2 separate regions of the Gossypium hirsutum genome follow, and region 1 is linked to region 2. A link is a contact called in public Hi-C data. All regions are on one chromosome and are shown on one strand. The core of a region is the stretch at or near the end of the contact, and the rest is flanking DNA. Distances in the headings are between cores, read along the strand shown.

Evidence for each region. Hi-C and Micro-C count contacts between places; a contact is called where the count stands out from the background.
Region 1: a contact with region 2 is called in a Hi-C map of leaf, with 3 times the contacts expected there. The contact joins the promoter of LOC107950778 here to the promoter of LOC107950738 in region 2. A contact is called at or near these places in 10 of 34 Hi-C or Micro-C datasets (anther, fibers, hypocotyl and 2 more).

The regions. Positions count from the first base shown.
Region 1 is chrA08:8,668,892-8,675,332 of Gossypium_hirsutum_v2.1, forward strand. LOC107950778 (E3 ubiquitin-protein ligase ATL4) reads right to left here and starts at 4,706. Exons shown (of 1, transcript XM_041075800.1): 1 at 3,047-4,706. The coding sequence starts at 4,418. The coding sequence ends at 3,393.
Region 2 is chrA08:8,533,248-8,539,945 of Gossypium_hirsutum_v2.1, forward strand. It overlaps LOC107950738 (structure-specific endonuclease subunit slx1), which reads right to left and starts at 4,989. Exons shown (of 3, transcript XM_016885686.2): 1 at 4,577-4,989; 2 at 4,249-4,355; 3 at 3,734-4,094. The coding sequence starts at 4,794. The coding sequence ends at 3,913.

The DNA of each region.
Region 1 (6,441 bases), core at 3,456-5,955, 140 kb after region 2:
AGGGTATTACACGCCAAGTAACCTAATCTTTTCTTACCTTCTTGATAATCACGACAATTGCCATTAATTACTTCCCTAACTGACAAATAACCTTATAACAATCGCTTATGAATTTTATTTATCAATAGCTTTAAGAATGAAAGAGACCTAATTCTAATCAACAAACATACTATCATGGCCTATTTAAGTTAGATCGCATGGCCACACTACATAAATAATCATGCAATTGTCACAAATATTAGAAGTCAATCGATTGACTAATTATCTAATTGACAAAGCAACCATTCTAAGCTATTAAATGTTGGCCAACTATTTAACTAACTTGAACAGTTGTAATTAACTAGTAGACATGCAAATACTAAAGAGCAAATAAAGATTAGAAGCAATTCGATCTCACAAAATTCTAGAATCAAACTTCGAATAATATTTCAAATATAAAAAAATGGTTTAGAAACCCATAAAATGAAGAAAACAAAATAAAACTAAAAACGGCTAGGTCTAAGTCTCACTAATGTTAACCTAATCATGTCTATTTATAGGACTAAAACAATATAATGGAGAAAATACAAAAGTGTCTATAATTAAATAAAACATAGTTTTTTTTAGGTTTTTCAACTATTTTCGTGTCAAACTTTGAAGCCATTTTTGGATGTCTTCCTAATGTTTTGGGGCTTCATCTGTGAAATAACTTTACGTAGATCTTTCAATTCCCTACGAATCTATATATTATAGGCTCAAAACGAAGCTATGTAGATTAAGTTATGGCAAAAATATTAAAAAATTTAAAAAATATTCACTAATTCATTTCCATAATGAATGTTTTAATTCCTTGGTAATAGTATTTTATTTCAATAATTTTACCCAATAAAGAGATTAACTTATTATGAACAAATAAATACTTAACAATAAAATATGTCATACTCTTATTTTTCATTTTACACATATAACCTTTCAGCTATCAACTAGGTTTTATCAAACACTTTTAAATAAACAGTTAATAGAATCAATTGGTCAAACCAACCATTGCAATTAGTAATCAGCTATCAGTCAATTACCAAACAGGAACTAAATTTTAATGTAAAAATAATTGTCAAAATCATGAATTAAATTAGATAACAAAAATTATGTCTCAATATGAAATAATTATCAAATTCAAGTTTCAAATAGTACATTAACCATTTTTGTGCATTATTTTCAAACTTGATTTGCTTATGCTATGTTATCGCTTGTTTAAAAACTGACAAAGTCAACTAGTGATTGTGACACTCACTTCAGAGATATTTTTTTAATTTATTAAAGATGTGAGAGTGTGAAAATTAATAAAAAATAAATAAACACCACAATTTGAGTGAAAATGAAAAAAAAAAAGAAGGGAAAACTTCATACGCGAAGAGTGGTCATTTTTATGTAGACCAGTATTTTTTTTTTCAACAAATGGTTTAATTTGTTTCAAAAATATAAAAATATAATTTTATTATTTTAATATATTATCTATTTATAATTTTTAAAGAATTAAATTAATATTTTTTTATTATTTTTAGGGAGTAAAATTATAATTTTACTATATATTAAATTTTATAAATTATCAAAGGGTTAAAAAAAAAGACCGAAGCTCTTACTAGCTTCCTAGCTTTGACCCAATAACTTAGGTAAGAGTGTTAGACCTCAAAAATTATAAAATTACTATTTAATTTTTTTACAATTCATGAAATTATAGAATTAATATAATAATAAAATTATACTTTAATCTCTAAAAAATTATAATTTATTTTTAATTTTCTTAAAACAATTTTATGATTTTTTTTCCTATGAGGCAAGTTTGGCTCAATGAAGACAAAAAAAAAAAAGAAAAGAAAGAGAGGGTAATTTAGTATTGCTTTTGACAAGCGCTTTTAAAAAGTACAGTGGAAAAGTAAATTTGAGAAATATTTTTAAAAGGTTTGGTTTAAGATTTAAATGTTTAATATTGCTACCAAAAAATTATTTTTGAAAAATAAAATGTTCATTTTAGACATAGTGTTATAAAGTAACAAATATGTATTTAAATAATGTTTAAATTAGTTAATATTATGATATTTTAGTAAGAATATAAAAAAAATTATTATTAATATTTTAATAGATGAACTATAAATTTTAAATATTTTTAAACAATTAATATTAATTATTTATAAAAATTAATTCGAATATATAAACTAAGATTTAAATATTAAAATATAATCAATAAAAATTTAAATATATAATATTATATAATTAAAATAAATTTTAATAGAAAAGTAATTACATACTCAATATTAATATTATATAAAATACTTTATAAGGGTTAAAATTGTCATTTGTTCCTAAAAGTGTTTTTGTCAAAAAAAAAAAACTTTTGTTTTTTGGACACTTCACTTTAAAAGTTATCTGTTTAGTATTAATTATCGCTTTAAAAGCACTTTTTACTCTAAAATCACTTTTAAAAAACAACATTAAACGAATCCTCAGTTTAACCAATAATCCCATAAAAAAAGTTGTAAATTGGAAAGAGGTAAAAGTTATATAGAATGCAAGCAACTAATGTGTAAATATAAAACAAACACTCTAAAATAAAAGAAAAGGAGAATATTTATAATTAAAGTAAAAGAAGAATGCTTCCTAAACTAAACTATCTATCCCAATGATTTTCTCAGAAAGGGAAAAAAAGGTTGTAGATCCGGCCCATCTACCTGTACCCATGAACCAAACCGTTTTATTAGGTTTGGTAGGAAATAGATATTAATTTAACCGAAAACCAAGACGTCCTTGTTTGGTACCTGCCACTTATTGCACTACACCTTTGTTTTTACTACTATCAAATCTAACTCTTTTTTTTTTATTAAACCAAATTACCACTTTGCATCCACACCAAATCTATTAATACCACATTTTTAAAAAATTATATATAGAGTAAATTTGGATAAGTGATTAGGTTCACTGTAGTGCATTTAATTTATTTTTTATTATATGTTATAGTATTTAACATCATCGTTATTGTTATTTTTACAATAACACAATTAAACATATAGTCTATCTAAACTCAGATAATTTTATACTTTTTTTTTTTAATACCGTTAGATTTTTCCATTGGATCATTGAACCAAATTTAACGCACTAAACTACTTAAAAATCTAAAATGTAAATGCCTTTTTTTTATCTACAGCCGATAAATTAGTAAAAAAGAAAATCACCTGGACTAAAAAATTTTGCTATCTCCACTCCATTTCTGAACTTTTATTGCTCTCTCTGTTGTGTTGCGATTTTTCGATCCGTCGGGAACGGAGTGGAATGAGCAAAATATTTGAGTCAACTTATCAAAAAAGAAAAATGAAGAAAACGGCGCGGACATGTCCATACGACCTCGTTTTTTTTACCATTCATACCCCTGAGAACCAACGAAACATTTCGCTGATCTCCTCGCCGATGCGATTGGCCTCCACGTCGTAATCTGCGGTGATAACGCCGGCGATATCGCTTCGTCGACTGCTCCCGGTGAAGAGTCTACCTGAGCTACGAAATGACATCGCACGAGACGATAGCGAAGAAGAGAGCCTATCCACGTATTCCTTAAGCCAACTCCTTCCGGTGGCAACCTCGCCGGCTAGGCTCCCTTCCGAAGCTTCCTCAGCTCCTCCGACCACCTCTTCTTTATCGGAAACGTTTCTCTGATGAGTTTGATTCCTAGTCACCTCTGATTCTTCCTCGACGATATAATCAAAAGAGCCAATGGAATACGACCTTCTTTGCTCACCTGATTCGGAGCCTGGTTGCCGGAGACTTACAGAACCGATCTCGAGCCGGAAACTATCGCTTCCGCCACTTCCGATCGGTGTGGCTGCGTTAGAAGACTGAAGCAATGACTTCATGAGATCGGGCTCGGAAGCGAAGAGAGGAGAGCGGCATAGAGGACAAGTCTGATTTGAAGTAAGCCAAGTATCAATGCACTGGGCGTGAAATGCGTGACAACAGAGAGGGAGAAGCCTGAGCTGATCCTGCTGTTCAAATTTCGACAAACAAACGGCACAATCTCCGAGAACCGTTGAATCACCGTTGGAGCGGCGGCGAGTAATGGAAGAGAAAGTAAAAAGAGGAAGAGAATCAAGCAACAAAGCCGTCGGCGATTGTTCGGGACTGACACGGTGGCTGGCAGTGGAGGCGATAATAGTGGAGGTAGAGGAACGAGAGAGGTGACGCAAGCAACGGCGGTTGACATGACGCAAGAGGAGACAAAGAGAAACAGAAACAAGCAAGGTTATAGAAAGGATCAAAATGATTATTATAATACTAGGCTTTGCACTCTCAATTGAAGAAGAAGAAGAACGGGAGCTTTCACTGCTATTATTTTCCGAAGAGGCCACAGTTCCTCCAATAACTCCGTATAACAAAGGTGGCGGCGACGCCATTGATGGGTTCTTGGTCCTTACTGTATCACAAGTGGAGGAGGATGACGTGTAAGGAACAGAACTGTATTTGGGGGGGGTAAAGGAAGGAGAGATTGGCGTTGTTGGTTCAATTTTGGATGCAAATGAAATGCAGAGAAGTGAGGAGAGGGAAAGAGAGAAAGAGAGGTAGCATTTAATTAGAATAAACTGTCCAAAAAAAAAATGATGGAAAGGAGGAAGGAGGGGAAGTAAATGGGGTGTCGCAGATTTTAAAGACGCCTACCAGAGGCAACTTAACAAATTAAAGACGCTTCAACGAACAAACAGCTGGCCCATTCAATTTGTAAGTAGTACTACACCCGGACCTGGTCCTACTCACTTTCATTTACTACACAATTTTCGTTAACTCCTCTTGTTTCGTTGTGTGTTGGAATGCAGTAAAAATGTGCGAGAAAATTATCTCAGAATTGTACGAAATTATAATTTTATATTTTTTTATTTTTTTTAAAATAGAAAAATAATAAATTACGGTTTGAATGTAGAATTATAGTTTCATATGATATATTCTGTCTATATAATATGTTTATCTAATAATACGAGGATTTATGATCTGATCATTCTTGATCAGCGGTTAATTTAATTTAATTATATATTATTTAATTAATTGACTTTGATGATGGGAATTAAGTATTGTATTGATCTTCCTTCGAAAAAAGAGAAAAAGGGTTGCATTGATCTAAAGTAGACAGAGCACAAAAGAATTAGAGGAATAATAGATAGCTTCATAGCTAGACTAGCAAGCCGTTATTCCATAACATTATTATAAACGAAATAAATAAAAAGTATATACACATAGTCTTAGGTTGCAGTGGAGCAAGGTGTTTTGATCATGAATGTGAGAAAAAAGATAAAATAAATGTTGGTGTGAATGGTTTTAAGATATGGTCTAAATTATTACCTACTAATATTAAAAAGTCTAACCAAGATATATAGAGAGAGAGAGAGAGCTGATTTTAGTTCACCTACACATACAGGACCGGAGGCCGGGGGTTTTAATCTAACAAGTAACAACCAGTTTTGGCTAATGATATGTGTACACACACACACACAAAATGGTAAACAACAGTGTGTTCATGGTTTGGCATGTTCTACAATCTACTAATTGATCTTGTTAGATAAACCAATTTAAATTTCCCTTTTTTTTTCTTTACTGCTTCATCTCGTAATGTGGAGCAAAGTCAAGTTTCAATGCTTTTTTAGTTTTTTTTTTTTTATTAAGGTGAAAGGAAATAATAAGGAAAAGCCAAAGTAAATTCCATGCAATTTTTTTAAAAAAAAACCTTGTAGTTGACGAGTCAGAAAGGTTAGGCCCAGAGTCAAGATAAGGAAAGAGTAGATAAATTCATATATAGTTGGTGTTTTTGTTCAGTTGTTTTTGTAAAAGAAGGGAAATTACGACAAGAAAGAACAGCGGGGGAATTGAACAAGAATGATGTTTTTATATATAGGTTAGGACAGCAAAACACCCTGTATTTTAATTCGTCAGAATATTAACCTATCCCATTTAAAGCTTTGATGGTTAATATTTGACCACCAATGTTGAAAGTTTTAAAAACGGAAAAGCTTCAACTCATTTTAACCTTCTCATTCTTTCCCTACTTTGCTTCCTTTGCACTCATGGAATGTCTCCCTGGAATCCTTATTGTTTGGTCCCTTTTCTGTTGATTTACACCTCTTTTCTTTTAATTTTAATACGAATAAAATTTCAGGTTTTAAGAGTTTATTCAAATCAATTTTAAATTTAATCGAAATTCAATATGAATCCACTAGAGACAGGATGTAAGATTGTACATTGTTAAGGTCCTGAATACTTTCCAATATATTTGGGTTATAGTATGAAATGTCAAATTTATTTGTGGGTTGATTCAGACATTGGACCAAACAAAACAATCAAGTAGAGGGGACAATTATCTCTGAATATGATATTATAATTTGGAGACTCAAGAAAGAAATGTCAAGAAAAAGGATGTGAATTTCAATCACT
Region 2 (6,698 bases), core at 3,739-6,238:
GTATATGTATATTGTGTGAGCTTCACATATTGGCTAGCTCTATGTATATATATTTACGAACTATGTGTACATATACACCTAACTTAATACAACTCTTAAATGCACAAACATGTTTGCATGATCATGAGCTCCCTAGCTCTAATATATATCAACCTGAGTATTTTCGCTAGTTGTTGTGATCTCCTTATGTGAGTCTTGAGCATAGAGACGATATTATGCAAGCTAAATGATAGCTCCATGTAGTATTGTCTCCACCATGGGAACTATATATGTGCATATAAAATAAAACCCTTGTCATAGTGGAATTAGCAACATTCTTCACTAATAGGCGTTCACAGTGAGTGGTCGAACGTTATTTAACCTTTTTAGACATATGTAAATAAAATATTAATTAATATATTGCAGATAATTACTGATATCTTCCAAAAGTTTGGTAAGAGTAAATATTGTGCAATGTACCTCACCTTTTATAGGCTCAACAATTCTTAAAAGACTTAAAAGACCTCAAATTTTATAGGCTCAACACTTCTTAAAGCCTTCGATCACCTAGGTTGCGAACTTCTCAGAAGACTTTGCCTTCCATAGACATAAGCTTTTCAAAGCGTTTGATCACCAATGTTACATATGTTTTAGGCAATTGGCCCCTTACGACTCTTTAATTTCTTAAGGATCATAACTATTAAATCTAGAAAACTACATATCTTGAATTTTTTTGAATATGCAAAACTTAATACCTTAAAATAGAAAAAACCATGGTCAGAAGAAAAATTGGGATATGTCATTAAAAAGAAAAGTTACAAAAAATAGCAAAAGCATAAACACAAAAAAAAGGTGAAATATTGGGCCGCATTAGTCTTGCTTGCATCAAGGTGGGCAGTAGACTCACATTACATCTCCTAGCCCCATCAACTTGTAGAAACTCCATACAAGCCTCGGGATTAGGGACTTGAGAGTGGATGGTACTGAAATGATAAAAGTACTTTTTTTGTACGACTCCAAGCAGTTGCACATCCCAAACTCCAGGCCACATGTATGGTGAGATAGGCACTCTCCACGACCGGGGGGTTCACCTTATCCACCTCGTCACTTAATTTTTTATACAATTTAGCCACTTGTTGTTTGAAGTCCTCAATCTTCTTATTTTTATTTTTCACATCCCTTTCATAAATGTTCCTTAGTTTGTCCAACCGCTTCTCATACCTCGCAACTTGTGTGGACAACTCCTCCTTTCCTGTCTCTAAGATATTGCTAGCATTGGTCATGAGCTCCTATTGAGAGCCTACCTTGCTCTACTCAGCCTTCCCCCGCCTATCCATTCAGAAGATTAGGCAATGACCTTGTTACCAAACTCTTGGAAGAACATTTTGTTTGCCTTAGGATCTATCGTAATTTGATATGTCAAATTAAGCTCTCCAAAACACTCTAATAGCTTATTCTCAAGCAATTTAGGTGTCATTTCTATATTTTTACTATTTTTTACTTTTTACTATTAATAAACGTTTTTACTTAGTTTTACTCATTTTGAGACCCAAATTGGAAAAATGGTGTTATAAGGAACCTAACAAAATTTTTGAGTGGCAAAGGTAGGTATCACGACATTGATGCTATAAAAATCGCGACATCGAGTCCCTTTGCTTCTAGGGGGCAAAATTGCAATGAGAAATCAACCTAAAGCCGACTGTCAAGAGAGTAGCGACATTGAGGGTATGATGTTGCGACACTAAGCCTCCGAGGTTGTGAGATCCCTAAAGGTATCGAAGTGAAGAAATTGTGACCAACACCAATGATGTAGCTGTTATTTCAATAGGGTCGGAAGCGTGTAAATTATTGTACTAAAAAATCACATAAAGTTCAATTCCCAAGGAAGAGAGGTGGATCACAAGGATCTCTTAAATACCAAGTTTTTCCTTAGTCAGAATATCCCTTCTATAGTAATTTAATAGCACAATTAAATACTACTATTATACTCTCAAATATTGAAAAAAAATAGGACAAGAAAGAACACAAGAGTTTAACGAGGTTCGATAAATTATACCTACGTACTCGGACACTAACACCAGATGATAACTTTACTATTTCCAAAATATTACAAACAAATAGAATTCCTTAAGATTCTCAAATGGGAGAAGAGAGAAAACTAAGAGAGAAAGATTGGTTGGGATAGTTGAAATGAAAAATAAGAAGGCCTATTTATAGTTGAAGTTCAGGGACTAACTTGCAAATGGCCTAAAAAATTAGGGACCAAAATTGCAATTATCCCATTCAACTTTTCAACATTCGGTGCAACTTGCTTCACTTTTTTAACAAGTTGCTTCCTACCTTTGTTGACTTTTCAACAGTAGCAACATTGACCAGTGGATGCCGTGACAACGAAGAACCCCTACTACCACTAGTGTACCACTGTCAAGGATGTTGCGACACCAAAACTTTGAAGTCGTGACATTGAAGCTTGACAGAGTGAAAAACTGCAGGGGCAATTTTGCATCCAAAAAAGCTTTGAGTCACTTTTTATTTAAGAGAATAATTGTCAATGTTAAGTTAATTGACTTAAATTGAGAACAGTCAATCCAACTTTGCACCACAGCCAGCACCGGGCATTGCTGTTTGTTTTGTCTGAAAAAAGACAGACATAAGTTGTAAATACTGTCACACACTTGTATGTCTGTACTAACTCTACTACACAACCAATGTAGTTCATATCATCATGCATTCTCCTCAGAACCCACTATTCTCAATGGCACATCCATACCAAATTTAACAATTCATGTCAGCTTACAAAGGAACCTCACGATTTTACCTACACAAAGTACCTTACAAGTTTACAAGTTTAAGATGATACAAATATTTGTATCATAACATCAACTTCAATACACAACTTATGCGAGATTCATGGCTCCAACAAGAAAAAAGAAATAAAAAGACAATGATACTAACTAGTTTTACTTCAAATCAAGATAGTCAGAACCAGTCCGATTTGCGCACCATTTTTCTATTGGAACCAATGCGTATCATTACCAGCCTGTTTCGATGTACTGTTTTAAATTTATCGATTTTTTAAAAATATTTAATATGTAAAATATTTAACATATCAAATGAATTTGATTAAATAATTTCAAATATAAAAATATTAATTAATTATATAAAATACTCATCAATAAACTTCACAAAAAAAAAACCATCTCACTCATTAAACAACAAATCATCCATAACATTATTTAAAAAACTCTACACTAAATATATAAAATGAAAGTTTAACAAAAACATATATAAAATGTTGTGTTTGTGAAGCATTTAGAAGTTGTCTTTTTTCTTTTCTGTTATATAAATTCTTTACTTTTTATTATTCATTAATTTTCTACTTACAATTTTAAAGTTCCTCCTTTACCTTGTTTAAATTTTAAATTTGATTAATAAAAAATATTAAAGTTGGTTAAATAATAATAATTTTATCTATTTTTAAGCATTCTTCATGCACCGTCCAATATGCAATGTCCCGGCCGGTGCAACCTAAATTGGTTGGAACAAGCTGGTGCGGTACATACTGGAATTTACACCAGTACAAAAAAGAGAAATAATTGTTCCAATTTATTATTGGAACGGTGCACACCGACCGGTGCAACAGGAACCGGTACAGAATGGACTATATTGCTTCAAAAAACATGCTTTTTGTATCAAACAATGTTACGTTATCTACACAGAATCAAGGTAAAGTAAGAAAAACAAGAAATGGGACTATTCAAATCATCATCAATAATGATTTAAGGCTTTCCCTTTGGCCAGTTATTACAAATGGTTGTAGCATTTATAACAATTAGTATTACATATTCAATGATTTTCTATCTTTTGATGAACACCTCTTCGTACAATATTTTGAAGACAATGAAAATTATCAAGAATTGGAGGTATTATGAATTAGGAAGTACTCATTTGCCATTCAACTTCTAAGTGACTGCAATCCAACATACCTTTAACCTTGTTCAAAGCTGTTTGCCTGTGTTGTAATAACGTTAGGGAGCAATCATCAGCTTCCTTATTCTTCTTTTTGCGAGGCAGTTTTCTTGAGACCATTTTCCATTTGAATTCAAACTCACAAGCTAAAATAAAATAAGGAAACGTCAACAGGTATGCTTAGCTATGTTAAGATCATATTCATAGCAGAAATTTTGTATTTAATCTAATTGAACACATCCATCATGTTAGCAAATTTCATGCTAATAAATACATGAATGTAGAAGAAAGTGAAAATACCTTCACTTTGGTCATGGAAACCCCGAACTACACAGGCGCAGACCCATGGCCTTCCAGCACGAGATGCTTTTGCGCCACCGCTAAGTTCACCATTATGTTGCTTCAAACTGCAATTATCAAAGCTCAATATTTTTAGTTATTTTGAATCATTTTCTTGTGTAAAGAAGAAAAAAAAAAAGAAGACGAAGCCAAATTCACAAAGCAGACATTTAAAGCAATTTCTACAAATTTATCAATTACTGCTCAAAAACAAGCAATCAAACCCAAAACAAGTGACACAAATAAGGATTTCAGTTTCAAATAGAAGATATATGAAAGAGGATGGTACCGGCGAGAGAAATTGTTGGTGACACCAACGTAGGTTTTAATGGGGGAATTGGTGGAAAGAATTAGGTAAACGCACCAGGCTTTTAGTTCTGATTTCGATTTTGCAACGGCACTCGATTCTGACGGCAACGATGGTTTTACGATATTGGGTTTAGGGTCTGGGATTGGGATTGGAATTGGGTGTTTCACAGATCGGAATGTTGATGTGAGCAGCCTCATCTCAACCTCAACTAATCATCCGATCCCAAGAGTTGTTGTATTTTGGGATTTTAATTCAACGGTAAAATTTTGCCCTTCTGGAATTCATTTTGAATTAAGGGCTGTGATTTTTCTGGCAAACCCATTACTGAAGTTACAATCAAACTCCAGGTTCAGTTAGTTTTAACATAGGCCCAAATGGATAAAATGGATTCCATTTTTAATTGTTTCGGCCATATACAGTTTATTATGAATTAACCATAGCCTGCCTAATTCAAGAAGCAATATCAGGAGATTTGAACCCATAACCTCAAGCTCAAGGTTTTGAGCCTTGCAAGCTATCAATTACTCTATTTCGCGATGAAAAGAAACTAAGCTAATGGACAAACAAAGATTGCATGCGCCCCTCTTCCATGTATGGACAAATAGAATAGCCTATTTATATGGAATGGTAAAGGGGCCCATCTATTTTCATCGATCATAGAAATAAATAAAAAAAAGGAAGGAATATTTTAATTCTTACCAACTTGATCTTGTTACCCCCGGCAACAAACATGCGTGAACCATTTCACGAAGTATGCGTCCGGATAGTCCAAACTCTCGATAGTTAGCTCTCGGTCTTCTAGTCGAAAAGCAACGTCGATGAAGATGTGTGGGTGCACTATTTCAAGGTGAGGATTGTAATTTTCCATGAATTTTTCATTTCTCACTCAATGAAGGAACTTTTCTTATTTCTTTTTTTGAGGACCGAAGAATTAAGTGAAATTTTTGTTCCAATTTTTGCCTCTTCTCCCTATGAATCAAACTTTTCTTTGCCATAATGGTTCAGTTCCTATTATTATCAATGGTACAAGTTAGGTCCTAGATGTAGAAATAGAAAGGGGCATACCCCCCTCCTCCATCGAAACAGATGATATTATCGTAGATACAACACATAACATAAGTGCTGGAATTTGAATTAACCAAATTTACCCGATGTAGATGCAATCAAGAAAGCCACTTAAATATATAACCTACAAAAAAGTGAGTGCTAGTCCAACTAATCTTGCATGTACAATAGAAAGAGCCACTGGTTTATGATTCATATTAGAACATAATACTAAAAGTTTAACAAACTTTTAGTAAATTTGGGGTTCAAATTGAAATTTAACTGTCAATTGAATTTTAGCATAATTGATATTGACATTATTATTAATACGGGAAGGCATAAATTCGAGCGAACTAAAATGCATTTATGCTAAAGTTTCAACAATTATAACGACAATTTATGAACTGTTGAAATAATATTAAACAACATGAAATATCTTTCTCCAGGGACACCTAAGTTTGATGGACTGATTTAATATATAATGTATTCTAATTAATTAAGGAAAAGTATTTGTTAAGGTTTATGGTTTTCAAGATATGATATTAAGAGATCAATCATTCTGAATATCATCTCATCCCATCATTAGAATCTACCTATCTTTACCCATGCCATAATCAAATCATATAGAATTAGAAAGCCATCATATATAAATCATGAAACTTCACATGCATATCTTCATTGATTTTTCGCAAAAATTAAACAATTGTTATAATATCAATGAAGTCCTAAAAATATCATAAAAGTTAAGATTATGTAATACACATTTTTTTATAAAAGTAAATTATTGTCAGTACAAACGAAATTATGGGTTTTTAGAGTGAATATCTACTGCTGCTAAGTCAAAAAGCTGGGATTCGGTAAATTCCTTTAAAAAAAGGTTAGTGCTGTAATATATTCTTTCTTATCATTACTTGTCTTGTTTGCTTCTCTTCCCTTTTATTTATTTATTATTTGGTCTTCCTTCACTAACCCTGAGACTGCTTTTGTTTTGTCCTGGTTGATGAGCTCCAAAGGCTTTCAAACAAAAGAGAAAGGAAAAACCTATGCATGACTTGAA